4 separate regions of the Sus scrofa genome follow, and all the other regions are linked to region 3. Evidence: chromatin contacts called from public Hi-C and targeted proximity ligation data. All regions are on one chromosome and are shown on one strand. The core of a region is the stretch at or near the end of the contact, and the rest is flanking DNA. Distances in the headings are between cores, read along the strand shown. Region 1 has its middle 32 kb from the start of FAM102B. Region 2 holds the start of GPSM2 (G-protein-signaling modulator 2). Region 3 holds the start of STXBP3 (syntaxin-binding protein 3). Region 4 holds the start of FAM102B (protein FAM102B).

Region 1 (7,361 bases), core at 1,553-4,052, 200 kb after region 3:
TTTCTGATAATTGGTTTATTTCTTACATATCCCATAAATGAAAATAAATAAATTAAAACACACGGTAACTGGAAAACAAATTGAAAAAGCATATTTTCTTTAACACTGCAATAATGTGACCATTAATTTCATATATGATGAAACTTTTTGGATTCTACTTATAGAGAAGTTTTCTCTAGATCTTTCTTTATTACTAAATCTCTAATTCTACTGGGTCTCAGTAAAAAATGTACACTGTTTATTAATTATTATTTATTAATCATTATTAATGGAGCGCTACATCTTCTATGTTGTGCACATCACCATCTGAATGGTTTTTTTTTTGTTTTTTTGTTTTGTCTTTTTGCGTTTCCCAGGGCTGCACCCGCCACATATGGAGGTTCCCAGGCTAGGGGTCTAATCGGAGCTGTAGCCATCGGCCCACGCCAGAGTCACAGCAACGCGGGATCCGAGCCCCGTCTGCAACCTACACCACAGCTCATGGCAACGCCGGATCCTTAACCCACTGAGCGAGGCCAGGGATCAAACCTGCCACCTCATGGTTCCTAGTCAGATTCGTTTCCACTGCACCAAGAGGGGAATACCCGGATATGTCTATTTTGAATACAATATATACAGTTTTCATATTATTTCCAAAAAAGAAAGCCAGATTTTTTTTCTCTTTTAAAATTTGAAGACATACAAAATAGCTTTATTATTTGTATTAGGTTGAATAGTGTCTCCTCCTCAATTTATGTGTGCTCAAAACCTCGGAATGTGATCTTATTGGAAGCAGGGTCTTTGCAAATGGAATTATTTAAGATGAGGTCATCTTTGATTAGGGTGGGCCCTAAATCCAATGACTGGCATCATTATAAGAAGGCTGTGTGAAGATACAGAGAGACACATGGAGAAGGTCAGCTGAAGATGGAGGCGGACATTGGAGCAACAAGCCAAGGATGGCTGGTGACCTCCAGAAACTAGGAGAAAGGCCAGGAAAAGCGATTCCTTCAGAGCCTCCGGAAGAAACCAAACTTGTTTACACTTCGATTCAGACTTCTGGCCTCCTGAATTGTGAGGCAGTGAGACACCCAGTTTGCAGTAGTTTGTTAATTTATTACAGCACATAAATTGAGCAGCTAATGGATGCTCCATAAATGCCAACTGATCTCCTTCAAAAGGGAGAAAAAAATTCTATAATAAGCTAAACAAGAGAGGTACTTTCACAATAATTTTAAACAAAACACATTCTGATGAAGAAAAGCTATTTTTTTTTTTTTTTGCTTTGGTAGAAAATGCATGGGTTTAATATATGCATTACTATAGTTGTGTTTTGAAAATTTTTGACCTCATTAATATTATATATATGAATTATAGCTAAGGAAACTGACTTGAATGAGGAGAATCAAATTTCATACTTTAAAATTATACTTCTCACAGGTCATATAAAGATTTTATCACTTACCTGGTGTCAGCAGCCACCGCTGGCTCAGTGCCCCCATTGCATTACATCGGGTTTCATTCACTTGACCATTCTTGGAAAGATACTAAGACAGATAAACTGTATTTGCAACACTTATGAGAAAAAAAAGCTGATGCAGTGCATTTCTTCAGGTGAGAATCTTTCACGATATTGTAGGACATAGAAGAATAAACTGTGGAAAAGAAAGATAAATAAAACATGAATGAGTGAAAATTATTTATTTCACTGTGTTTTTTCCAAATAATAAATGCGTTTTATTCAGAATGAATTTAAATGCTTTGTATGTTCATTGCTAAGCTGTTAGTGAGTCTGGGGTAACGAATTAATTGAATAAAATGTGGAAATCTGTCTACAACATGGTCCACGAAGGCATTGTTAAGCGGTCCGTCTGATGTTCTGTCGCCCTCTACTGATCAGTGAGCCAAATTACATTTAGCCTTTTCCCCCGACAAAGGGGATCTCTTCTTTAAAGACAAAAAAAATTTTATTGCTGAGTTTACAAAATACGTTCATGAATTTAAAAAAGCCCACAAATAAAAAATAAGTATATCAAGTACCACATCTGTTTATGTCTATCATCGGTCTGTGAGCTCCTCAAGGGAAGTCAAAGATTCTTTCATTTATCTTCATATTCCTGGTGGCTAGCATACTGCTTAACAGGGTATGTGCACTCCGTAAATGTTAGATAAATGATAAGTTGAAGCAATGTGCGCAGCTGTAGAAATCTTCATTTATCATTATTTTATCAAGTTGTTTCATAAATATCATTATACATGGATTTACATAAAATTAGTAAAACTTTTTCCCAATACATTGATTTCATTTAAAATGCTAAAGTTATTTTCACTTCAATATATTTTAACAGTTTTAAAACTATATTCACTGTCATTTCGACTGTGATTTAACCTGGGCATTTTTCTGGTTAACTGTTATTTTGATTAGCCGTGTGTTTTTAATGGAGGATTTTTATTGGTTCGATTTAAGATCAGCTGTGGTGGTAGAAGGCCTGAAATGATGGCGGCTAAAGGCCCGAGTTTATTTCTGTTTCACAGAAATATAGACAGTCTAGGGCTGACATAAAGGCCCCAAGATCCTGGCTCCTTCTGTCTCACTGCTCCACCATGTGTAAGCATGCATAAGCTGTGTAGGCTGAGTGGAATAAATAGGTGCAGAGCCTTTGGGCGAGTGGACTAGAATAAACTCCACGCCATGTGGAGGAATAGAGGTTGGCATGTTAGTAGTTTTGACCAAAAGTGCTGTGATGTAATGGACTGAGTCCCCTACAACTGTCATGAGATGAGTGTGCCCAGTTCTGGCTTACATGATAGGCACAGTACGTTTCACAAAGGATATTCCATACATTCATGACCACAGATTGCAACTCAAAGTTCCCCCAAATCTTACCCAGTTTCTCTTGTGACATAGCCTTCCCACTCTCTACAATAATTATGCTATCCCTTCTTGCATCTCTTCAAATTTCCAGCTCTCACATCCTCTTTTTCTGATGCTCTCTCCTTTGCATCCTCACTTTCACCATTTCTTCATTCATTTATTGAAGAAATAGAAGCCATTATTCCAAAGGCCTGGGCCCCCTTCATCTTCCCACCACTACAAACTATCATTAGGACTTGCACCTGTTTTTTGGCTGCACTGAAGGAAGGGCATCCACAGCTGTAGGCAGCCATAGACAAGGGCTGAAGCTGCAAAGAACAAGGAGATTTGAATTTACCTAAGGTTATGGTTTTGCCAAATGAATAAGGAAAAGAAAGCGGGACCAAAATGTAAAGGGATATGAAAGGTATTGATTAGGATGATGTATTATGGAATCTAAGTGGAAGTAAAAAGAGAAATGACATAAGGAGATGAGGGCACTGTTAGGGTGAAAACATTAATAGGTTGTAGGTCCCCATAACATCCCTGTTCATAGTATTTGCCCACTTATTAGGTTTTTCTCTTTTTCTTATTGATTTACAGGATTCCTTACATATTCTGAATACTACTTTTTGTTATTCGTAAGCTTGTATTTTCTTTCTGTGACTCATCTTTTTCACCTTTTAAATGATGTATTTTGGTGCACAGATGTTTTCAGTTTTACCAAAATTGTGCTTTAAGGTTTGTGATTTTCTTTTTTTCTTTTTTCATCTTTAAAATTTTATTGGCAAATTGTTGACTTACAAAGTTGGGTTAATTTCAGGCGAAGAGCCCGAAACTTTTCCCATACAGCTCATTATACACTACTGAGTAAATTTCCCAGCGCTAGACAGTAGGTCCCTGTTACCCATCTATTGCATATATAGTATGATAATGGTGTGTATATATCAACCCCAACCCCCTAATTTCTCCCCTACCCCACGTTTCCCCTTTGGTTAACATAAGTTTGGTTTTGAAATCTTTAAGTCTGTTTCTGTTTTGTAAGTTCTGGTTTATGCTTTTTCTGTCTTGTTTTGGAACTCCTTTTCTACACTGAGATCGCAAAGATATTCTTCCAAATTTTCTTCATAACATTTTAAGGTTTCACATTTTACTTTTATATCTACTTCAGTGGGAATTTATTTCTGTGCACAGTATGACGTAGGGATGCATTTCGTCTTTAACTCTCCCTAATTTGGTTTCTGCTCCACCAATTCACTAAAAATGCTGATGCCTTTCTTGCCAAATCCAAAAGACACTTTTCAGTTCTAGCTTTTAATTTTACTCAATTTTTCAGTAGCATTTGACACTTTTGGCAGCTCTCTTTTTCTAAAAACAGCCTCTTCTTATGGTTTAAAACTTTCCTGTTTTCTCCTACTTTTCTGAAGGCTCTTGTTCAGTCTCCCTCAGAGAAATAATGACTATAATTCCCCAGACACCTATGGTCAATTAATCTTTGACCAACAAAGGCAAGAATATAAAATGGGAAAAAGTCAGTCTCTTCAGCAAGTGGTGCCGGGAAAACTGGACAGCTGTGTACAAATCAATGAAACTAGAATACAGCCTCACACTATGCACAAAAATAAACTCAAAATGGCTTAAAGACTTAAGTCTAAGACAAGACACCCTCAAACTCCTGGGAGAGAACATAGGCAAAATATTCTCTGAGAAATGTTTTCTTAGGTCAGTCTCCTAAGGCAATAGAAATAAAAGCAAAAATAAACCAATGGGACCTAATCAAACTAACAAGCCTTTGCACAGCAAAGGAAACCATAAAACAAACAAACAAACAAACAAACAAACAAAAAAACAAAACCAACAATGAAAAGACAACCTCCTTCGGAATGGGACCTACGCCACAGCTTGTGATAAGGCTGGATCCTTAACCCTGAGTGAGGCCAGGGATCGAACCGGCACTCTCACAGCAACTAGTCAGGTCCTTAACCTGCTGAGCCACAATGGGAACTCCTTAATCTCTACATTAGACTGTTGAGACAGAACTGGTACTGATGAGGAAACGGAGGCTCAGAGAAATGATGTAATTTGCTCCAGAAGATTCAAATGCAGGCAGCTCGAATCTGAGCCTGACTCTTTACCACTATGCCAGGCTAGCTCTGTTGCCTACCCCTGACACCTACATTTTAGAGTTTTCCAGAGCTTGGCCTAGGGACTTCTTACTTCATGCTTTCGTTTTTTCTTTTTTGTCTTTCGTCTTTTCCGTGGCTAGGGTCTAATCTGAGCTGTAGCCACCGGCCTACGCCACAGCCACAGCAACACAGGATCAGAGCTGCATCTGCAACCTACACCTCAGCTCACACAACACTGGATCCTTATCCCTCTGAGCGAGGCCAGAGGTTGAACCCGAAACTTCATGGTTCCTAATCGGATTCGTTAACCACTGAGCCACAACGGGAACTCCGTACTCCACGCTTTCTAAGTGATGGACCTCTCTCCTATAGCTTTAAAATCTATCTGTATGCCAATGACTAGCAAACTTATAGTTCTAGCCTGGACCTCTTTTCTGAACTGGGCATGCAGTTTTGCCACTTGCTTGACTCCCAGTCATCTTATCCGCAGTCAGTCTCCTCCACTTCTGGGACTAGCAGTTCCACTGACATGGTGTTTCATGCCGGAAACCTAAAAGTGATTTTTGATACCATCTCAGGCCAGGAGCGCTGCTATAACAATACCATAATAATAGTGTCTTATAAACCATAGCAATTTATTTCTCACAGTCTGGAGGCTGGGAAGTTCAAGATCAAGGCCCTGGTAGATTCCGTGTCTGGTGAGGGCCCACTTTCTGGGTCATAGATGCTATCTTCTTGCTGTGTCTTCACAAGGAGGAAGGACTGAAGATGCTCTTTGGAATCTTTTTTACAAGGACACGGATCCTCTTCATGACCTCATCCCCTAAAAACCCCCGTCCTAACACCATTACTTTGGGGGTTAGAATTTTAACATACCAAATGTGGGGGCACACAAACATTCAGTCTATAGCAGGATCATTCTCTCCTTCATCCGCTCATTCACAATGTTCTTGCAGTTCTAGCTTTAAAATATATCATGATCTGTCTGCTTCTCTCCTCCGCTGTTACCACCCTAGTTTAAGCTGACAGCCCCAAGACTCTCATGACTGATCTCACTCCGCTGACGCTTCCCTTTTTTCTTATTCTCCACGTGGCAGCTAGAAGGATAGTGTACATTGTGAATTAAATCATATTTATTCTGCTTCCAGATGCTTAAATAGTTTCTGGTTAGACGGTAGTATTGTTCATTAATGTTCAGCATCCTCCCCAGCAGGAGGATGTAAAGCCAGGAGAGCATGTCACTTGCTTTGGCCAATGAAATGAACACTAAAATTGAATATGTCACCTCTGAGCAGAAGAAGCTTAAGAGCCACAGCAGGCTTCTCCCTTTTTCTCTTTTCTTTGCCATGGCTACCAATGACATTCCAGATAGTGGCTGCCTGGGTCCCAGAGTAAGGAAAGGGACATCCCAGGAGCAGAGACCACAGCTGACTTATGATAGGTCTATTTACAAATGTATTTGCCCCGTGGGTCCCTGAGATTCTGGAGTTGCTTGTTATCCCAGCGTAACCTAATTTATCCTGATTATAGAGCTCGAGATTGTTCTTGGGATAACAACTAGGATTTTTAACACTGGTGTTTTTAAATTTTGTTTTAATGGCCACACCTGAGACATATGCAAGTTCCCAGGCGAGGGATTGGATGTGAGCCACAGCTTTGACCTACATTGCTGGTGTGGCAACACTGGATCCTTTAACCTACTGTGCCTGGCCAGGACTGAATCCGTGCCTCTGCAAGTGACCACAGCTGCTGCAGTCAGAATCCTGACCCACTACCCAACAGCAGGAACTAAAACTTGTGGGTTTTTTAAATTTAATTTAATTTAATTTTTTTTTTTTTTTTTTTTTTTTTTTATATTTAGGGCTGCACCTGGGGCATATGGAAGTTCCCAAGCTAGGGCTCAGATTGGAGCTGCAGCCACTGGCCTACACCAAGCCACAGCAACTTGAGATCTGAGTCACATCTGTGACCTATATCACAGCTCATAGCTATGCTGGATCCTAAACCCATTGAGCAAGGACAGGGATCAAACCTGCGTCCTCATGGATACTAGTTGGGTTCATTTTCTGCTGAGCCACAAAGGGAATTTAATCTCATTTTATGCCACTCTTTCTATTGTTCCTTATTCTCCAGTAACAGTAGCCTTCCTTTAGTTCTTTGAACTTTTCAAGTTCTTTTTCTTCTCAGAAATGTTAAAAGTTCAGGGAATGCTGTTTTCCTCAATTGTCATTGGCCAGCTTCTGCTTATCTTTCAGGTCTTAGATTAAATATCACCTAAACTTCAGCATGCCTTCCCTCATTCCCTGATAAGTGTGTGTGTGTGTGTGTGTGTGTGTGTGTGTGTGTGTGTGTGTATGGGCCTCTGTTTTCATAGAATAATTACAAACCGAGATGAGTGTAAT
Region 2 (7,436 bases), core at 3,687-6,186, 130 kb before region 3:
TAAAAGCTCACTATTCTAAACAACTAAATTATATATAAATTTTCTTTTTTGGTTAAGAGCATTTACATCTTTATCCATCACATAAAGCTGAAAGGACTTTAATGAATATGCTCCCTGGACAACCAGAATACTAATAAAAGCTATATATGAAATTTCAAATTAGATAAATACTAAAAACATAATACAGAAGAAAGCACTTTTAGATTATTAAAACTGCTGTTTTGAAATTACAGTCCTTGGTGATTACAATAATTCAATAGAGGATGAAGCAGTTGCTTAAAATTTTCAAGGACAGAAGGAAGATTAATTTTACACATCTCTAATCCTGGTTACCTTTTTTCCCTGCAAAACAGTTAATAAATCAAAAGTCCTGTTGCAACAAGATTACTTATTTATATTTAATAGAAATATGTCCAACTAAAGGGGAAAAGTCTTAAATATATTCATTAGGATAAAATTAGTATTTTTCTCCCTATTACTTGGTTTTATTTCTCCTCAAACTGAAGCCCAGAGTTTACAAATAATGTTAATTTTTCCTCCTATAAAACAATTTAAAACAGGTTGCCCTTTTAATCCATTAGTAACATTAATAACCTTTTGGAAGGGTTTCTATTAGACACATAAGAAAAGTGATTTTTAATTATTATAAAGACCTAAAATTGGATACATAACAGTGTCTTAATATCAAGGTTATAGAAGACACAAAGATACATTTTTTAACCTTAAATTTAAGTCAATCCCAATTATATTTTCAGTACATCCCAAATGACCATTCAGGTTATAAGATCAGGAAATCACAAGAAAATGTCTATAATCCACAAACACTGATGATTCACATGAACCCTGATTCTAAAAGAAAAAAAAAAATCCAAAAACCTAAATATATACATTAGTCCTGCCTTTTCCAATCTGTAACCTTTAGTTAATAAGTAAAAAAAATCATTGGACAAACAGGAGCTCAAAGAGGTAAATTCAAAATAAACATCATCTCATGAAGACATTACTATGTCAGGAGAAAAAAAAAAAAAGAGAAATACTTATTAGTAAATAATAGGGAGAACAAAATTTTAAGAAAAACTGGTCACCAAGTCACCAGAATTTATGTCCCACAGCCATTTATTACTACCAAAGCAGTTCAGCCATCAGCTTAAATCAATTCATATATGTACTAAAAACTCAACAATGAAGGGGAAGAAGAAGTGGTCCTTTCTACTGAGCACTGTTCTTCAGTTAGTAAATGACAATAAATCAGTCATCATCCCGTCTTCAGTGTCCCCACCACCACCACCACCACCACCCACACCTTCAGCAAGTTTCCCGGCCAAGGATGAATCAGAGCCAGAGCTATGACCTATGCCACAGCTGTGGCAACACTGGATCCTTAACCCACTGTGACAGGCTGGGAATTGAACCAGTGCCTCCACAGAAATAAGCCGGATCATTAATCCACTGAGCCACAGTGGGAACTCCAATAAATTGGTTCTCTTAACCGAAGAACTTTGAAATGGCAAAACTGGTTTCAAGTACATTTTTAAGGAGAAATAAATCTCAAATGCAAAAGGGTTACAAATGCTTAAAAAGAATCCCTAGAGTTTGAATTCAGAATTCTTCATAAGAAAATATAACTTTTGGAGTTCCCGTCGTGGCGCAGTGGTTAACGAATCCGACTAGGAACCATGAGGTTGCGGGTTCGGTCCCTGCCCTTGCTCAGTGGGTTAACGATCTGGTGTTGCCGTGAGCTGTGGTGTAGGTTGCAGACGCGGCTTGGATCCAGCGTTGCTGTGGCTCTGGCGTAGGCTGGCAGCTACAGCTCCGATTCGACCCCTAGCCTGGGAACCTCCACATGTCGCGGGAGCGGCCCAAGAAATAGCAACAACAACAACAACAACAGCAAAAAGACAAAAGACAAAAAAAGAAAATATAACTTTTCTCCTTCTGAAAGTTATCATCATTCCATGGAGAAATGTTTCTGTTCAATTCAATAATGTTATGAGATGATACAGGCAGAGTAATTCTAAGTAAAAAGGACGAGGGAAAGCTTTTTGGAAGCAAGGAAATCTGTAGAGCATCTCGAAGAATGGGTAAACCTTATTAGGCAAATTGAGAAAAGGCATTCCAGCCGTGGGAAATGGCTCAAGCACAAACAAGGAGGTGAGAATGCAGAGAATGAGCACTGGGTTAGGAGAAGCCAAAGAGAAGTCAAAGAAGGTACTAAATTGTGAGGGACTCTGAATATGTATGTGGCTGAGGAATACTTGGCCTTCACTTTACACGATAAGGAACCTTGTAATTTTTTCAACAGAGAAATAGAAAAGTTGGATCTGTGTTAGGAAGATAAACTGACAGCAACATATAGAGCAGGGCAGAAAAAAGTTACTGCAAAAACCCCAGAAACCACTTTGGAAAAGGAGCTCTTCTCTCCTCATCCCATAACACCAAGCAAATTGCTTTGCACATAATCGACATCCAACAAACTATTTTGATTTCTTGCCTAGGAAGAACTATGAAGCAGCAAAGAATCCTATGATAGCCAGAAAACCAGACTTTTCATAATTTCTGTTCCGCGGTAAACAGTGTATTCATATTCACACAAATAACTCAGCCAAGTCTTACTCTTAATTTTGTACTGTTTTTGATGATTAAAGGATATTATAATGTTACATGATTTATAAGATACTGAAAGGAAGTTAGCTAGGCTAAAAGAAGAGCTAAACTGTTTCTCCATAGTTTACAGCAAAGCATAGCACAATAGGCATCTTAAAAGTAGAATTATGGAGTTCTTGCTGTGGCACAGTGGGTTCAGGATCTAGCATTGCTGCAGCTATGGTTTAGGTCGAAGCTGTGGCTCGAATTCGATCTCAGGCCCCAGAACTTTCATGTGCCACAGGTGCAGGGGCGGGGGGGGGGGGGGGTAGGATTATGTCTCTACAAATGGAATCCAGAGACCTGGAGGAGATTTAAGCAAACACAGAAGCAACAAAGCATGTGCTTTAGGACCAGGAGGTGGTCTGAATCTCAGCACAATGACTTATTAGTTATACGATCTTGAGCTATTTAAACTCTCAGTGTTGATTTGGGCATAATGATACTTATTCAACATCTGTCATGATGATTAGAGATCTGATTTATAAAAAGCACCTCAACGCCTGGCTCTGGTACTTAACAAAAGTATTCAATGTAGTAGTAATAATAATCATTGCCATTGTTATTAGAAAAAGTAACATGTCTCTTAGAATAGATTTAGAATACTAGTCTCTATGTCAGGTGTTCAGTTTTAAAATTCCACAGAACTAGTTACAAAATCTCTGTCTTTTAGGTAAATCTAAGAACAAGGCCATTTTAACAACTACAATACCCTATCTTTGTTTTAATTAGTCTAGTAGCAAGTTTAAGATTTCTATCAAAATATAATATTTTTAACACTGCATGCCTGATTTCATGAAAATCAATATAACTAAACTACTTATCTAGCCAAAGAGGATCTGAAAGGAATGCCTCTACAACAGTAACACCCAACTTTTTACTTTGTATCTGCTCAACTCCCTATATTATAAATAATGGCCTGAAAAAGAGCTTGCCAGGAGGAAGGTAGGTATGAGACCGTCCCTTCCTCTCCAAAGCACCCACTCTCCGCGCGGGCGCGCGCACACACACACACGCCAACCCACAGCAATCTTCGCTTTTTTAACGTTGCTCACTGACTTTCAAACAATCAACCAAAGCTGCTTCTTGAATAATGACAAGCCAAGCAAAAGCGATATTTATCAGAGGTAATCACATTGGTGGTTATCAGGCCGGAAATCTTCCGCGCACCCTTCTAAAGTGGCAGCTTGAAAATTCAGCGTCTCCCACACACGCCACCCGAGACACCAATACTAGCCGACTGAAAGCCAAGAATCCACTCCGTTTAATTCCACGGGAGGGTTAAATTATGCATTAAGGCAAAATTTCCATCTCTACTCGTTTTAAGAGTTCAAATAACACCAGTTAAAATAAGCCAACTGGTTACCATATAAATACAACGAAATTATAGCTTTTCCACTTTCCACTACTCGAAGATATTCCACAGATTTTTAGGAAAGGGTTTTCTTAATATTCTACCCTTACTAAAACTTTTTGCAGCAACCACGAATTTCTCTGGTAAATCAACAGGTTGGTGCCCCCAAATTCACGAATTTCAATATGGTAAACGCAGGTGTCTGACAAAGACTGTCCTCCTTAGACGGCAAACTCACGACTACAAGCGAACGCGATCTGCCTCGGATTTAATTCCACAGGGTTTCAGATTTTTAATCTGGTTGTTATTTACACGCAGGACATGTGAGAAGTTGTTGTAACCTATTACACTTTTACTTAAAAAACAAAAAACTGGAGAACGAAGCTCTTAAGAATTCTCCCATTGTTAATTCCCCAACCTGAAAGCAACTGAGGCTCGAAGGGCAGCGGGGTGCTCCTGACCCGAGTTTCTAGTTTCTCGACGCCGGTCCCCGAGACCACCCCGGCCCACTCCCCAACCTCGAACAAAGGAGGTCGCCCCTCACACTCTCTCTCTCACACTCACACTCACTCTCACACACACACACACACACACACGCCCCTGCTTGTCTCCTCCTCCGCCGGGAGCCCACAAACACCCCTCCGAACTCACCTCCCTGGGGCGGGAGAGCCTGCGGAGCACCGCCGACAGGGCGAAGCTGCAGCAGCGGCCGCCTCGGCGACGGGCGGGTGGCCGAGGCCCCTCCCCACGGCGAGTTCCCTCCCCTCGGCGAGTCCTCAGGCAGAGGCCCCGCAGGCCAGCGCCCCCACCGCCGCAGGTCACGTGGGCCAGAACTCCGGGGCTCTCCTCTCCTAGTCAGCCGCCACGCAGGGGTCCCGCAGCGCCGCCAGCCCGCTCCCCCTGCCCTCCTCTGCGCTTGCGCCCCAGCTCCCAGGCGCTCCCATTCAAACAGACAACGCCCCGCGTCTTTCGGACCCACCAATGGCCGGAGCGGGAGGCGGGGCGGGGGCGGGGCCATCTGCGCACCGCCTCCCGGGTCCAGGCGGGCGGGGGACGCGAGTGGGATTAAGCGAACCTCGGGGCGCCTGGTCCTCCACTGCCCCCGGGCTCTGTCCTCAACCACCGAACTAAAGTCGCTTTCTTTCCCTCCTGTTTCTTTTCCAGACACTGAGGGTGGGGCAATAAATATCGTCCAGAAAAAGTCCGTCGGACTGTCCCAGACCCTTTTAAAAGGTGGGAATCCCAAACAAGTGCCTCTTGCCCTGACGGCTTGGTCCCTGCCAGGAGAATGAGTCTCCCAAGGGCACTTGCGGGGATGTTTAAGAAAAAGAGGGCTCTGTGAAAGGAACAGAGGGACCCGTGTGAAAGTCTGAACAAGGCAGCCTCAGTTCTTGAGGTTAGGTCACAATTCTGGCGTCCCCAGCTGTTAAAAAAGCAAACTTGTGTTGACTGCGGAATCACTGATTCCCAGGAAAATTGGGTGGTAGCTTTGCTTACTTTCAAGCAGCTGTGTTCCAAATACACTGGGACGAATAATTTTTATTTCCATTCACTTCCTCTCTATATCAAGTCCCCCCTCCCCCGAAAAACAGGTCTGTTTGTTCTTCACAAAAATATTAAGGCTGCAGTCTTTCTCCACTAAATAACCTGACGAATTTTATCAGATTATTTCTCAAATAGATATTTCTCCACTGAAATGAAATGTTTCTACAGGTTGAAGGATATGTTAAAGAAAACCCCAGTTTCAGTATCTCTCTGAGTGATACTGAAACCAGTGATCCAAGTAGCATTTCTCTTACTGGGAAAGCGTTATGTTTGGCAAACTGGTTAAAATAAGAGCTTTGGCATCAGACTAGACCTAGGTTTGAGTTCCACCTCTGCCACTTACTGGCCGATTGACCTTGAACAAGTTACTTATTTTTTTTTAGCCCTAGTTTCCTCAACTATAAAACACAACTGTAAATCTTTTAATAAGATGGTGGTTGTGATGCTTCAGTGAGGCAAGTTTTGTTAAGTAGTTAACATCGTGCTCAACTGCTTAGTAAATGTTTCTTATTATCATTATTATCAACAACTACCTTTACTATCAGGTGCTTGTAAACAACAGCTGAATTAGCTCACTGTATTATTTCAGAGGTAGGTATTATAATCCCTACTTAGTCATAAATTCTTTTTTGGGTGTTGATAGAAAAGCCACAAAGAGAGTACAATATATCAAATTCATCCTCTCTGAATGAATAATTATTTCCCCTTTACAAATCTTCACTTACACATGTGACTTTCTATCACTCATATTAGTTATCTTCATCTTGCTCAAATTGAATTATCTTTTATTTATATATATATTTTTGGCTGCCCCATGGCATATGGAGCTCCCCAAGCCAAGGATCAGATCCGAGCCGCAGCTGCGATCTAAGCCACAGCTGTGGCAATGGCAGATCCTTAACCCACTGTGTTGGGCCAGGGATCGAAACCGTGTCCCAGCGCTCCCAAGATACTGCCAATCCTGCTGCACCACAGCAGGAGCTCATGAATTAGCTTTTAAATTATCTTTTAAAAGGTATAAATCAGAATATGTCATTCTCCTACTTGAAAACCTTATTGACTTCTCATTTGATTTAAAGTAAAATCTAAATTCCCCCTACTGTGGCCCACTAAGCCCTAAACCACCTTGCCCTTCCTGTATTTTTCCCTCCAAATACACTGACATTCTGCAGACCTTAGAACTAAGCCTCAGGGTTCTCTCAGGGCCTTCTCCCTGGCTGTTCCTTCTGCAAGATTTTCCCCCCAGGCTCTTTAGATGGCTGGCTTCTTTTCACCTTTCAGCTTATTCATCACAGTATTCAGCAAGAATTTCTTCAGTTTTAGCTCTGTCAGGAACTGTTCTAGGTGCTGGGAATGTAGTAATGAACAAGACAGAACACAGCCCACCCGCCTGGAATTCAATTAAAATAAATAACAAGAAATATGCCAAGCTGTGATGGGTACCGGGCAGAGAATTCAGCGTAGGATGATGTGAGAGGAAGTGACCGAAGGACTGCTTTACACTGAGGGTCAGTGTAAGAGAGGCCAGCCTGAAAGGATGGTATTCAAACTGAGATTTTTAATTTCCAGAAGGAGCCAACTTTCCAGCAAAAGCTCAGGGAGGAACGCATTTGGCAAAGGGAATAGTGAGTGCAAGGACTAAAGCTAAAGCCTGTGGGACAAGCTTCGTGGGTTTGAGAACCCGGAAAGAGGCCACTACAGCTTAAGTGCACTGAAGGAGAGAGGAGCACACGGTTCGTGTGGGTCTTTGTAAACAGGGTAATGTGTTTGGACTTTATGGTCCAAATGTTATGGAAGCCAGTGGGAGATTTTGAACATGGGAATAATTTCATCTGTTTATATTTTTAAAAGAACACGACGAAACAAAGCCAGAATTTGAGACATTCTACAAGAC
Region 3 (7,645 bases), core at 2,303-4,802:
GATGGGAACTCCCCTAGTTGGATTCTTAACCCACTGAACCACAATGGGAACTCCTCTATCAGGTTTTTAAAAGTAGCTTTATAATTTACATACCATATAATCCATCCAAAGTGTACAATTAAATGGCTTTCAGTATATTCAGAGTTGTGCACTCTTCACCATATTCAATTTTAGGACATTTTCATTACTTCAAAGGAAACCTTAGCCATCATTCCCCACATCTCTCCATCCCCGCAGATGTAGGCAACCACTAATCTACTTTCTACTAATCTCTATAGATTTGCCTATTCTGGACATTTAATATAAATGGAGTCATATAACACATGGTTCTTTATGACTGACTTCTCATTTGGCATAATTTTTCCAAGGATCATCAAAACTATAGCATGTATCAGTACTTCATTTTTTTTTTTTTTTTGTCTTTTTGTCTTTTTTGTCTTTTTGTTGTTGTTGTTGTTGCTATTTCTTGGGCCGCTCCCGCAGCATATGGAGGTTCCCAGGCTAGAGGTCTGCAACCTACACCACAGCTCACGGCAACACCGGATCCTTAACCCGCTGAGCAAGGGCAGGGACCGAACCCGCAACCTCATGGTTCCTAGTCGGATTCGTTAACCACTGCGCCACGACGGGAACTCCACTTCATTATTTTTTATTGCCTAGTAATATTCCATTGTATGTACCAATGGTATTTATCCACTCACCAGTCCATGGACATCTGGGTTGTTTTGGCTTTTTGGCTGTTAAGAATAAGGCAGCTATACAGGGAAAACTATTTTACAGCTCACAAATAATCTTGTGAACAGTAAAAGCCTGCTTTACTCCAAAGAATTTGAGTTTACAAGAAAAGGAGCGGAAAATTATTCCCCTACACCCTTGCTTTATGATTAATTCCACTTGTAAAAGCTTAAGGGTAAAGTCTAATTAAAGCTGAGCCAATGATTTAAAAAAAAAAAAACAGAAGAATGCAGCAATAATAAGAGTTTTAACATCTGTCAAATAGAGGTAATAAATTCTCAAGTTTTAATATATGTAAAGAATTGTGCCTGGCATAGAGTAATTGTTCAAGAAACATTAGTTCCCTTTTCCCTACTTTGTAGGTAAACCGAACGGCTTTGGGGGGGGGGCTTTTTTATCTTTTCAGGGCCACACCCGAGGCATACGGAGGTTCCCAGGCTAGGGGTCTAATCGGAGCTATAGCCGCTGGCCTACACCACAGCCACAGCAACACCAGGGATGGAGCCCGCTGCCTCACGGTTGCTAGTTGGATTCGTCTCCGCTGTGCCGCAAGGGGAAGTCCTTTTTTTTTTTTTAAAAAAAAAAAAAAAAAAAAAAAAACAACTGAAAGCTACTTAGCTTTCTACCCAGACCTAACTATACTACCTATATAGTTAGCAGAACCTTTTCTCAGTCAAATGTGTGATTCTCCTACCTCTGAGAAGATGCCTTCATTTCTTTCAGACTGTCATCTTCTGCTGACAGAACTGAGAGGCTCCCCACTTCTCTTTTCTCTCCACTTACTTACTAAATGTGGAATGAACATCACCTGTCTTTTGGCTATGTTCCTACTTACACAAAAGTTCTAATAACTAATTTTTTAATCCTCATAACACCTTCCTTCCATTCAGTGTCCCATCTTCTTTATCTTACACGCCATCTGGATATCCTGGTGCCACCTCAGGTTCACAGCCCACGACGGAAAATTGTTATCTTTAAACGCTCCCTCTTGCCTAGTTTCCATGCCATCAACACCAACATTACTGCCATTAACCTTTTTCCTTTGCTAATAAATGCTGACCATAAGGACCATCTTGGAAATTACTTATAAAATACAATTCATTACCCATTTCCAACATATATTTACAATGTAATTCCCATTTACAATATAAATGTATTTAAATACCACTGTGATTTTAAAACATTACCAAATCTTAAAAGTAACCCATGCAAATTTTGAAAAACAAATTTCTAACTTTACAATTATCCAATTAAAAGAAATAGTTTCAAGGAGTTGCCATCGTGGCTCAGCGGTTAGTGAACCCGACTAGCATCCATAAGGACTCGGTTTCGATCCTTGGCCTCACTCAGCGGGTTAAGGATCAGGCGTAGCCCTGATCTGTGGTGTAGGTCGCAGATGCGGCTCGGATCCCAAGTTGCTGTGCTGTGGTGTAGGCCGGCGGCTACAGCTCCAATTAGACCCCTAGCCTGGGAACCTCCATATGCTGCGGGTGAGGCCCTAAAAAGACAAAAAGACCAAAAAAAAAAAAAAAAGGTAAAAAGAAAAAAGTAATAAAAATATTTTCATAACTTTTTTCCCTCTTTTATTTATACACTTGTTTTTAGTATCTGATGTGCTAATCACTATGCCAGTCACCAATTTGGAGTTTTAATTTTATACAAGGAATTCTATAACTCCCAGAAGTTTGTTAACTCAGGTGCTATTTCTGTTCCTTCTTCAAAGCTGGAGTCAGAAATACTAATTGGATGTTACTCCCTTTCCACCACTAGACCATAATTACTTTGAACGCAGCAATGCCAAACAATGATAGTTCTTCCTGTTTGGCAGTATTATTCCTTCTCTAACCTGACCGGTCTAGGTTTGGTGTGATATTTATGAAAGTCGTGGATGATATGGCAGAATATGAGTAACCAATAAGTAGTACAGTCCTAGCAAAACGGAGTGACTCGGAGAGTAGAAAGGAAAAGGTGGATGAAGGTACAGCTTTGCCCCGAGATTTAATCATTCCAGCGGTCCCTTCTCTTTAGAAAGTGGGCTCTTCTAGAAGGGAAGAGGGGTCTGTTTAACAGTGAGGTTTTGTTTTTGTCTTCTTAAAGGACAGATAAAGTACGGTTATAAAACCCTCCCTGATACTAAGACCAATAAGCAAGAATAAGCACTTTTCGGAAACCCAAGTGCGGGGAGAGTGGGAGGGACGAGAGAGAAAAACAGTGCTTAGATTGTCTCCGGTGGAGAGACATCGCCGACTGGTGGGGCCTCGACGCGGGCGCGGCGGAGGACCGGCGCCGGGGCCCCGGGCGGAAAAGGCCGGCCGGGGGCCGCTCACCCAGGGCGGGGCTTCGGGGCCAGGGCCCCGCCGAGCGGAGAGGGTGCCAGACGCCAGGGCCGCGTCCTCCCGCACCCCGCCCATCCCTGGTCCTGCCAGAACTGCGCTGGGAAGGAAAGCAGGAAGAAGTCCTAACAGGGACGTGGGCGCCAAAGCAACAAGTGGCCGCCGCGGCTCCCCAAGGGACTGCTGGTCTGGGGCAGGAACGCAAGGCCGGGCGCCACGGCCTCCTTGGCCTTCCCTCTCTCAGCCCCTGCCCCATCGCACTCACTCTGCCACACGACGCTCTTCAGCCCCCGTTCCGTCACCGGCGGCGCCATCTTTCCAAACACTGCGGAGCAGCCGCCGGCGCCTCCCACTCGCAACCTACTTGAGCTGAGGGAAAGGGGTCGGGCGGGCCCCGCCTCTAGCTGCGGGGGAGGCCCCGCCCACGCCCACGGTCCGCGCCCTCCGGTGACGTCACGGGCTCTGTAGGGGCTTCCCGCCCATCCCTAGACTGAGGCTGCGCAGTGCGGATGGACGCTCCTTGAGCAGTTGCGCGCCCCCTAGCGGGAGGCTGTCAGATGAATTTCGACGACCTGTGACGTCAGAAAACGAAACCGTGCCAACGGATTGGGAGCTAACAGCATCTGAGAAATTCCGGATTACACGTAGGGTACATGAAAACGGGAGGGAGTTCTGCACTTTGTGAAGCGATTTGTAATGGACTTCATTCAGTCGCCTACCGAATAGAAAATTTATCCTTCAAAAAGTTTATTCATCGTTCAAGGAGGCAATAATTGGGCAGAAATGTGAGGTGCCATCCAGTGTGCCCAGAACTGTTCAAGACTTTCAGGAACGTCAAATAAATGAGACCAGATTCTGAAGAATTAAAAATCTAATTAGCTCAATTCTTGATATGCTGCAGGTAGTCAAAAGTTGGTTAAGGAGTTCCTCCTCGTGGCACAGTGGATAACGAATCCGACTAGGAGCCATGAGGTTGCGTGTTCAATCCCTGGCCTTGCTTAGTGGGTTTAGGATCCAGCGTTGCGGTGAGCTGTGGTGTAGGTTGCAGACGTGGCTCCGATCTGGCGTTGCTGCAAAAAGACAAAAAGACAAAAAGACAAAAAAAAAAAAAAAAAAAAGTTGGTTAAAAAGTAAATGCCCTTGTGATGATAGTATACCTGTATGAACCAATAAAATAATTATCTATTCAACAAACAAATTCAGGTGGGAGAGGCTATCAATGCTTTAGCATTTAAAAGAAGGGAATTATTGCTGATTCAACAAAGGAGACAATTTAAGCTCAAACATAGCAAGTGTAGGTAGAGAGATCTATTTCCTGAGACTTGCAATCAAACTAATCACTCATGAATTGAATGAGTTTAGTTGCTGAGCCCCCCAAACTGTGACATAACCATCATAGACATTAACACAAAGTATGCTTTCTCACAGGGATTTGCAAAGAACCAATTTTACGTTATTTTTTTCTTTTTATGGCCGCACCTGTAAGTTCCCAAGCTTGTGGTCAAATCTGAGCAGCAGCTGCTCGCCTACATCACACTCAGGACACCACCAGATCTGAGCCACATCTTCAACCTACATCGCAGCCTGTGGCAACACCAGATCCTTAACCCACTGAGCGAGGCCAGGGATCAAACTTGTGTCCTCACAGAGACAGTGTAGGGTCCTTAACCTGCTAAGCCATAATGGGAACTCCCAATTTTCTTAATTCAACTTGGTCACATAGAGAAGTGTAAATGGTACTTACTATTAGTAATTATAATAGCTAACATTTACTAAAGCAGGCACCGTGCTAAGTGGACTATCTCATTGATCCTCAAAGCAACCCTTACAGACAAGGAAACAGGCTTAGTGAAGTCAAGTAGCTTGCCAAGGATGCACAGCTAGTGGTGGAGTGGGAAGAAGGATTAGCCTTGAGCTACGCAGAAAGCAAGGGAGCAGACTATGGGATAACCTCAGTTTTTGCTCTTTAGGAGAGAGAAAGCTAATGAAAAATAAAAACAGCCATAGGAGTTCCCACTGTGGTGCAGCATGTTAAGGATCTGGCATTCCTGATGCTGGGGCACAGGTCACAGCTACGGCTCAGATTCGATTACCTGGCTGGGAACTTCTGTATGCCATGTGTGTGTGTCTGGGGGCACAAAAAAAACCCAAAACCAAACAAACAAACAAAACCTGAAAAAAAAAAACAACAATGACCAAAAAAAAAAAAAAGATTATAAACAGCCACAAAATGGCTTTAAGCAAAACCTATGGCATGAATAGCTTTTCCACTTAAGGTTTATATAGGCTAAGGTGGAGCTCTGGCCTCTTTAAAAACTTTTTTTTTTTTTTTTTTTTTTTTTTGGGCTGCACCCTTGGCATTTGGAAGCTACCAGGCTAGGAGTTGAACCAGAGCTATAGCTGCCGGCCTGCACCACAGCCACAGCAATGTGGGATCCGAGCCGCATCAATGACCTACACCACAGCTCATGGCAATGCCAGATCCTTAGCCCACTGATTGAGGCCAGGGATCAAACTTGTGTGCTTATGGATGCTAGTCAGATTCATTTCTGCTGAGCCACAATGGGAACTTCTCAAACTTATTTTAAATGGGTTTATCTGCTTAGAATTTTAAACAAAGACACACATTACATTCGTCTTCCTTTTCAATTTTAAATCAGGAGTTCCTGTCATGGCGCAGTGGAAATAAATCCGACTAGGAACCATGAAGTTGCGGGTTCAATCCCTGGCCTCACTCAATGGGTTAAGGATCTGGCGTTGCCGTGAGCTGTGGTGTAGGTTGCAGATGGGGCTTGGATCCCTCGGTGCTGTGGCTTTGGTGTAGGCTGGCAGCTGTAGCTCTGATTGGAGCCCTAGCCTGGGAACCTCCATATGCCACAAGCGTGGCCTTAAAAAGCAAAAAAAAAAAATAATTACATCAGCTTCTGCTTAGTATAGCAGAATGGAAACCCCAGCCATAAGAAAAAGTACAGACTGACCTTCTGAAATGGAGCTCCTGGCTCTAGAGGCTCAAACCGAGATGGAGGAGTATGATGAGTCAAAGTGCCTCCATCCCTTACCCTTGAGGAGAATAACCAGGTGCCAGGGAGTGATACAGAAAGGCCCTGCTGGGTTGCAGGTTTGACTTGGGTCACAGGGGGTGTAGCTGTAACTCATGCCCCTGAAGGCCAGATTCCAAGGTAGCCCTGGGAGTAGTGGAGTTCGTGTTGGCTTTGGCAGCACATAGACATGGGTCTACATCTACCACACCTACAAACTCTGATTCTGCCTGGTTTTTTTTTTTGTTTGTTGGTTTTTTTTTTGTTTGTTTTTTTTTTTTGCCACTGCTCCTCTGCCTCTCTTAGTAGTGGGACTTGAAACACTTCAGTTTTATTGCATTTGTGTGTTGAACATGAGTGTAACATCTCAAACCTCACAGCCAGCTAACCAGATGATAATGTTTATTGCCATTTTACAGATGTGAAAACTGAGATTCAGAGAAGTGAAATCACGGAAGACTTCAAGATGCCTCTAAGAACCTGCGTCCTCATGTGATACTGGTCAGATTGTTTCCGCTGAGTCACGCCCTTACCTTTGTACTGCACTGCCTGCCCTCCCTCCCCTAGTTTCACATAACTTCCCTGAGCTGTCTCTCTAGTCTCCTCTAGTTTGTTTGGCTAAACAAACTGAACAAGGAATCTGAATTCCCTGAAAACAGCAGAATGGAAGATAAAATCCACCAACACTGGTCAGAGATAAAAATTTAATTTGTAGAGCAGATAAACAGCCAAAATAACCAAGGGGTGAATGTAAAAGTTCTTGGATTAGGACAGATCACTCACTCACCACCCTATTCCTAAGTCTACTTCACTAATAATTTATCACTTGATCATGATAACCCATAGGAATATGGTCTATATATACCACGGATTGGAGTTCCCGTCATGGCGCAGTGGTTAATGAATCTGACTAGGAACCATGAGGTTGCAGGTTCGATCCCTGGCCTTGCTCAGTGGGTTAGGGATCCAGCATTGCCGTGAGCTGTGGTGTAGTTCGCAGACGTGACTCAGATCCCACATTGCTGTGGCTCTGGTGTAGGCCGGCAGCTACAGCTCCAATTGGACCCCTAGCTTGGGAACCTCCATATGCTGTGGGTGCGGCCCTAGAAAAGACAAAAAAAAAAAAAAAAAAAAAAAAAAAATCACGGATTAGCAGGTGTAATGAATGCTGCATACTTACTTGGCTGCCTGGGAATTTGTGTTCCAACTGGTTAGCTGTGTGAACATGGATGAGTTCCTTGACCTTTCCAGGTCTCTTTTTCCTTATCTGTATAAAGGAATAATATTATTATCTAGTTCACAGGGTTATGATGAGAATGAAGTGAGTTTGTTGAAACATGTAGTATGTGCTGCATCCATGTTTTGGTTTCATGTCCACCCAACGTGGACCACATTACCTTCTGTGGAATTTTGACCAAAGCAACCCAGACATAGATGCCTAGATAAGTAGATGGCCACTTCATTTTATGTGTCCTCATATGTATTTATAAGGTGTGACATGTACCCGTTCCAGGCCTGCACTGTCCTAGGATCCTGGCC
Region 4 (7,657 bases), core at 3,648-6,147, 170 kb after region 3:
CGGCTACACCTTCCCGGGAGAAACTGGATCCTTCTAAGATTAATTTTCACTAATAATCTTTAAAAGGGCAAAATGCTGCAAAGAAATTCTAGATGAAAAAAATCAGTAAGCAGGCTTACAGACCAGAATCTAAAAAAATCCTCCATAAATAAGTCTCCAACTGCTTATCAGGCTGTCACTCAATGTAGTATGTTAAACCTACAATGGACCTCCTTGTATCCTCTCCGGATACACATATTCCCCTCAACAAAACAAAACAAAGATTCCTCGTGCCTTCTTTTTTCAGGGCTGCACCCGCAGCATATGGAAGTTCCCAGGCTAGGGGTCTAATCAGGGCTACAGCTGCCTGCCTGTACCACAGCCACAGCAATGCTGGATCCTTAACCCACTGAGCCAGGCAGGGATTGAACCCACAACCTCACGGTTCCTAGTGGGATTCGTTTCTGCTGTGCCATGGCGGGAACTCCCCTCCTGACTGCTTTACACCATCATATCATCAAGGCAACTGTCATAGCATTATTGTTTCATCACTTACATGAGAACCTTCCAAGTTCTTTTTTTGCTTCTGCCTGGTTATCTTAATAGGCTCCTACTCTGTCTCCTCATTTCTAACCTATTCCCATTTGAATTCAAAGAGCAGTAGCCTACCAGCCAGTTGAAACACCACTTTATAATCACATTACAAGCTGGTGTAAGAATCTTAGATTGACTTTGATCCTATGAGCAGTGGGAAGTAAATTCTTTATAATGGCATTCAAAAGTCTCCATCTTCCACTAGAAGCTTCATGTGAACGCTCTCTGCAAGCAGGCTGTTCCACCAGCAACTCCTGGTGATGATTTGCTCAAGCTGTCCTCCCACCCTCAGCTCCTCATCAAGGCAAAGCCATCCTCCCAGCAAGCACAACTGAAAAGCTGATGTGGTTTTTAGCAACCATTACAATTGCAAATAAACTCTTTACCTTCAGAATTTCAACAGCACTCACACACTGTCTAACCCATTGATTAGGCACTAAATCATACTGTTTCTTACTGTCAAGCAATTATACATGAATGATGTAATTTCATCAAGTAGAAGCATCTGCCTTTATATTTTTGTACTTTCAAAAAAAAATTCAAGTACAGTTGAGTTACAGTGTTTGCCAATTTCTGCCGTAATATTTTTTGTCCTTTTCACAGCCCCCTGACAGACAACGGGAAACTTGGTAAACACTAAATTAGTATTTGGTAAACAATGAATGATACGCATCTTTCGGTTTTACGCACAACCAAATATATTTATCATTTGCTATGTACTTCTAAGGCTTCTCTTTAACAAGATGAATTATTATTTCATGTAGGTTCATGCATCAGGGGTCCTCAAGACTCTCAGGTTCAGTGATCCTCTAGGAGGACTCACAGGACTCAGCACAGGGTCATGTTCACATTAAAGATGTAGAACAGGAGTTCCCGTCGTGGCGCAGTGGTTAACGAATCCGACTAGGAACCATGAGGTTGCGGGTTCGGTCCCTGCCCTTGCTCAGTGGGTTAACGATCCGGCGTTGCCGTGAGCTGTGGTGTAGGTTGCAGACGCGGCTCAGATCCTGCGTTGCTGTGGCTCTGGCGTAGGCCAGTGGCTGCAGCTCCGATTCGACCCCTAGCCTGGGAACCTCCATATGCCGCGGGAGCGGCCCAAGAAATAGCAAAAAGACAAAAAATAAATAAATAAATAAAAAATAAAGATGTAGAACAGGGAAAAGAGATAAAGCAGAATTAGCAAAGGAGAAAGGAGCACAGAACAAAGTCTGAAGAAACAAAGTGCAAGCTTTCCAGAGCCCTCTCCCAGGGGAGTCACCCGAATGCAGTTTCTCCAGCATCAAACTGTGACAACATGTGTCCTTTACCAAGGAAGCTCATGCAGAACCTAAGGCTTTTTTTTTTTTTTTTTCTAAAGGGCTGATGATGTAGGCACCCTCTGCCTAGCACAAGCCAAAATTCCAGACTCCTAGAAAGTACACAGCACCAATCACACTGTTTGGATTGAGGCACGATGAGCCACTAGAAAGTTTTACGTCAGTGAAGTCGACTGTTGAACGTTCAATTCCCAGATGCCAGCAAAAACACTGTAAAGCAGGCCTATCTAAGGAAAGCAGTCTTGGGCCTGCTGAGTTCACCCCTTACTATGTAGTGCATTTCATATGTTTAAGGGAGAAGTAGTAAGTGTTAACTGTATTTGGTTTAGGAGAAGCAGAAGGTAACTTTTTTAAAAAATGAAAATCCAGCATTTATTTAGAGATGCACTGCCTAGACTGGCACCCAAGAATGAAACACTATGCAATTTTTAAATCATTCACATCCTTTAGGGATTTTTTTTCCTTCTAAAATAGATTTTTCAAATCAATATTTCCATAGTTTTCAGGAGAAAAGAATTAAGTATAACATGTAAAGTAAACTAACTCTCAGATGAACTCCCTGTCTCCTCTTTAAATGTCAGCTAGGTGCCAGAGCACTGTGGTAGCTGTTTTTAGAGACATCATTCTACTAAATCTCCACAACACCCCCATAAGCCAGCGATGGTTTCTGTTTTACATATGGAAGACTTGAGAGGCTAAGTAACCCACCCAGGTTTTCCAGCGTGGAGGGAAGATTTAGGTTCAGATCCGCCTCATTTCAAACTCCTCCTCTTAACTTGATACCAACGACTCTCCCTAACAAGGCACAGGCTCCTTATAATGAATCACTTCCCTCCAAACCATAGGGATGTTGTTTGGTTGGTCACACAGAGCACAACTCTTTAACCTACGTGACTTTGATTAAAGTCACATTTATTTGGCAGAGAACGGGATACGTTTAATACAGAATACTCTGCTTTTTCCTTTCCAGTCTTGTACATTCCAAATCCAGTTACGCCCCTCGCTTGGTAAAACCATTAGGAAGTCCCCTATTCAAACACAGCAGTCTGCTTTTATCTGACAGCAGTCTGCTTGAAGTTCGATAGACCTGTTTTTTGAATTTTGGCATTTCACGTATCAGACGTGGGGACCTTGGAAAGTGAGTTAGGCTGAATCTCAGTTTATTCATCTACAAAATGGGGATCCCTACCTTACAGGCTTGCTGTGAGAATGAAATAGGTTGATCTATTTAAAGGGTTTAGCCTATACATATTTGCTGAATAAAACACTGCCTGCAGCACCAGAATACCTGACTTTTAAGAAGCCAGACCAATAATCTGAGGGAGAAAGGAGGCAGTAGGGAAGTACCCTGACCACCAGGTGTCACCACTGACCCAGAAGAGTTGGTCTAACTGCCAGAAGTAGGGGGTGGGAACCCTGCGGCATTGCAGGGTAAGACTGTCATTTGCACCTACAGAACATTCAAGAATTGCCTTAGGCTTTCTACACCTTAAGAGCTAGCGAAGTATTTGTTGCACCATTCTGAGTAACACCGCTTTCTTCCCAGTGTGTTAAAAATGACTCTGGTGTAATTAATTAGCTGAACAGCCACAGATTTGTCATCATACTTTAATTTTAAAAACTATGCTCAGCTGACCGTTATTTAAGTCTGAGAATCAATACTGCCTCCTCTCTCCTTTGCTTTGGCCAACTAGATATTAACATTCTCTGGCTTCCATAGGCTTCAATATTGCCACCATAGACAATTTTCTGGTCCCAATTCCACAACCCACGGACATTATTCTTCCTTTACATTATTAATAGGGAATGACAGGTAAAAGGAAAGCAGAATACTTATTAGGGTAAAAATAAAGCCCGTGAGCAGAATATGGAGGCAAAATAAACATTAGCTCTGAGTCTTATTCCTTGATCGCAAGAATTTAAAAGTTCATTTTAAAAAATTCTACAAATTCACTCTTTTCTTAAGGAACACTTACCCTCGGGTAGATCTGTCAACCTACAAATGGCCCTAAAAAGACTCAAGGAATGCCACCCCTCCTGACTTCACTCTATAACCTACCAACGACCCTCCCTGTGAGCGCCTAGGGGCTCACTTCAAAAAGAGGGGCGGGCTTGGGTTCTTCTGGTTCTAAGTCCTCCACGCTGAGAGCCACTGGCGGCCACTGCGAGAAGGGTTATTCAGAGAGTGTTAGGGCGTAACTGGACACGCAGCTCTGAGATGAGGCACAGACTGCTGTCTGCCAGGGAACACTTGACTCAAGTCAAGCCTGATCAGGCCTACCCTAGTCGCATCCTGGGCTCCCGAGCCCTCCAGTAACCAACAAGGAGAAGGGGAAAGGCTGAGGCACCGGCTTCTGTTGAGAGCGGGCGCTCCTGGAACTCGAGCTGTTTGGGTTATTTTTGTTTTAACAGCAGCTCAAGTTCCACTCTGCATCTCACAAATATAGAAAGGTCTGAAGAGAAACCACAAGCATCCTCGCCCTTCTGACCATCGTTCCCATTCCTAGAGAATTTAGGAGGGAAGTGCAAATACCAGGAACCATCTGGAATCAGGAGCGCAGGTGGCAACTCCAGCCGAGAAGAACCCACTTGCGAAGCACTTTAGCAGATCGATAGACTGCCGACCGATCTCAGACTGATCCCTAGAGAAAGAAGAGCTCACGAGGCTGGCCGCCCTCCTGGAGCTTAGGAGCCACGGAAAGAGATGCTGCCCAGCCTACAAGCCCCTGCTGGGCAGGCGAGGGCGCAGCTGAACGGGGATCGCGGGCGGCGGGCGGGCGTGTTACCTGGGGGACTCGGCGGTGAAGCTGCCGCCGTCCAGCAGCCGCATCTTGCAGAAGAGGACCCCGTTGACGAAGGGCACCGAGGAGAGCTCCTCGAGCCCGAAGTCCACCTTAAACTTAAACTTCTTCTTCTTCATCATCATGAGAGCCAGACGCCGGCGAGCGGGGTGCGGGGGTGGCCCCAAGGGGCGCGCGGGCCGGCGCCGCCGCTTCAACTCGGCCGAGCCCCGGGCCCGCCCAGCCCCATGGCCGGGGCCGCGAGCTGCGCGCGGGGGCGCGGCTGGGGGGCGCCGCGGGCCGGCCGGGGCCGGGGCCGCCGCCTCCTCTCGCGGCAGCCGGGGCCGGAGCGCGGCGGCGGCGGCGGCGGCCGCGGCGCGGACCCCGCCCGCCCGCGGGGAGCGGTCGTGCTGCAGCTCGCCTGAGCGGTGGGCGCCCTCTCGGTGTGCAACTCGCCGCCGCCGCCGCCCGTCTGGGAGGAGGAGACGTGAAGCTGGGAGAACCGCCGCCGCCGCTGCCTTGGCGCTACGGGGCCCGCGGCGCCCCTAGCGGCGGCGACGAGCAGTGCACCGCCGGGCGGAAGCGGGAGGGCGGGCGAGGAAATTCGCGGCGGGCGGGCGCTTCGCCGGGAAACGGACCCGCGACGGCAGTTGGGGCGTCACGCCTCGCTGGGGTTAAAAAAAGACAAATCCGACCGAAAAGGAACTTCCTTCTACAGCTTCCTCTCGGCCTTTCTTTCAGTTTTTGCCCCGCCTCCTTTCTCCCTCTCCCCCCTTCTCCCCCTCCCCCTCCAGAGATATATTTTTTTTCCCTCTTGGGTTTGAGAGTCACGGGTTAATAGGGTTAATCAGAATCTCCACGACGTCGTTTTCATCAGATCGAAATCCGAAAACACAGATTTCTTTTAGGTACTCTGAATTCACGAGCCTTCTAATATAAAGCAAGGAGGAGGCAGGGAAGAGGAAGGGATTAGAACGTGTGCAGAACCCAGGCACTGTACTGCTACAGGCGTTTTCTCCGGTTTATACTTTAATTCCTGTCAGCCAGGATAAAAGAGTACAGAAGGCATTCAAATAATACTTTCCCTTCTAAAATGTGGCCGTCCATACGGAAAACTGAAAAGCCAAAAAAATAAGAAGTCTCCTTAGATGCATGTTTAAGAATGTGTACGTTACACATTGTTACATTATACGTTATGTTACTACTTGGTTACGTAATATTCATATTTTCAGCCTGAGTTATAACCCGAAAGATTCCCTCGCAGTAATCTTTGAAAGGCTGCAACTGAAGAGATTCTCGTTCCCAGTTCACTCATTGATGGATGCATTCATCCGTACAAAAATATGTTTAATCACCGAAAATGTCAGTTATTGTCCAGACCCGGTGATTGATTTAAAACACACACACACACACAAACCACAAAAAGTCTGACCTCAATAATTTTACGATCTAGTGAGAAAAATATACCTAAATCAGTCATCAAAAAACAAAACCTAGGCGTTCCTGTGGTGGGTGACTCAGCAGAAACAAATCTGACTAGTATCAATGAGGACACAGGTTTGATCCCTGGCCTTCCTCAGTGGGTTAAGGATCCTGCGTTGCTGTAAGCCGTGGTGGAGGTCGCAGATGCGGCTGGGATCTGGTGTTGCTGTGTCTGTGGCATAGGCCAGCAGCTACAGAGCCTAGTCCACCCCTAGCATGGAAGCAGCCCTAAAAAGACCAAAACAAAACAAAAAAAGCCCCACAAAAAAACCCACCAAAAAACAAAACCTAGCATGTGTGTTTCCTTAGAATGAAGAAGCAAGTTGTCTGGAACTCAGAAGAGGAAGGAATTAATTGAAGTTAATCAGTGTTCTGAATTTCAAAGAATGAATGGGATTTGGAACAGAGTCAGGGGTTGGTGGAGGGAAGGTGCTCCAGGTGGGAGAAATGAAGGGAAAGACCCAGGGGCAGAGTTTAGGAGTTTAGGGTTCTCGGGTTTGGTAGTGGAGAAAACTGGTTCGCCCTCAGGACAAGGGGATAAGGCAGTGGACAGGGTTACAGGGGACTCTGGGGTTTGTTACTTGGACAGCAAGATGGATGTTAATTCTGTTGACTGCCTTGGAAGCAGGAGGAGGGTAGGTTGGGAACGGAGGAGATAATGAGACTTTATTTGAACTCTGAGACATCCAGGAGAATAAGGAGAATCAGGGCAAAGAGTAAGGACCAAAAACTTGCCTTTGGGAATTAGAGTATTCCCTGATGGCTAAAGCCCCAGGAGTGGATAAAAATGAATTACTCTGAAGAATATCTAATGAGTAGATGAGGAAGAGAAGCTTGTGAAGGCACTTTAGAACAAACAGAGAGAAGAGATCAAGGAAGATAAATGCTCTGGAAGTCAAGAAAGAGGGTTTTGTTTTTTGTTTGTATGTATGTATGTATTTACTGCACTGCACCTGCAGCATATGGAAGTTCCTGGGCCAGGAATGGAACCCTTGCCACAGCAGCAATCCCCTGCAGCGAGAATGCCAAATCCTCCACCTGCTGCACCACAAGAGAATTCCAAAAAAGAGTTTTTATCATTTAACATTCATACTTAAGACCTACTGTGTGCCAAGCACTGCACTGGGGACCAGAGATACTAATGAGCAAGACATACAGGGGCTTATAATATATCTGCAGACAGATCAATTAGAGAGAAAGAGGGAGTGGGGAGGAGACTGGAGGAGGGGAGTCTGCATTGTTGCAGAGAAATCCTGGAGGATTTGGACTGAAAAGAAGCTCTTAAATTGACGTTCTAGAAGGTTATCGGTGGTTTTGGCAAGAGAAGCCTCCACAAAAGATGGTGGCAAAGTAAGATTAAAATGCTTATGTAAGCAAATAGGGAGTGTGTGTAGGGGGTGTCCCTGGAGAAAGAGAGCCAGGCATGTTTTTTTTCTGACATAAGAGAAGCCATTTTTGGCCTAAGCAATTTTGGGATCTAAATGTTGGCTACAGTGCTTGCCTTTG

The links. Hi-C and Micro-C count contacts between places; a contact is called where the count stands out from the background.
Region 1: a contact with region 3 is called in a targeted proximity ligation map of alveolar macrophages. A contact is called at or near these places in 1 of 5 promoter capture datasets (liver), 6 of 47 Hi-C or Micro-C datasets (embryonic fibroblasts, liver, mesenchymal stem cells and 2 more) and 1 of 2 datasets of targeted methods (alveolar macrophages).
Region 2: a contact with region 3 is called in a targeted proximity ligation map of alveolar macrophages. A contact is called at or near these places in 2 of 2 datasets of targeted methods (alveolar macrophages and skeletal muscle).
Region 4: a contact with region 3 is called in a Hi-C map of heart right ventricle, with 2.4 times the contacts expected there. A contact is called at or near these places in 1 of 47 Hi-C or Micro-C datasets (heart right ventricle) and 1 of 2 datasets of targeted methods (alveolar macrophages).

Annotation. Positions count from the first base shown.
Region 1 is chr4:111,495,674-111,503,034 of Sscrofa11.1, forward strand. No RefSeq gene overlaps it. Among named protein-coding and RNA genes, the nearest start is that of FAM102B, 32 kb to the left of the region's middle.
Region 2 is chr4:111,160,966-111,168,401 of Sscrofa11.1, forward strand. GPSM2 (G-protein-signaling modulator 2) reads right to left here and starts at 4,937. Exons shown (of 15, transcript XM_021090096.1): 1 at 4,649-4,937.
Region 3 is chr4:111,290,515-111,298,159 of Sscrofa11.1, forward strand. STXBP3 (syntaxin-binding protein 3) reads right to left here and starts at 3,553. Exons shown (of 19, transcript XM_021090106.1): 1 at 3,334-3,553. The coding sequence starts at 3,382.
Region 4 is chr4:111,462,333-111,469,989 of Sscrofa11.1, forward strand. FAM102B (protein FAM102B) reads right to left here and starts at 4,898. Exons shown (of 11, transcript XM_021090109.1): 1 at 4,676-4,898. The coding sequence starts at 4,815.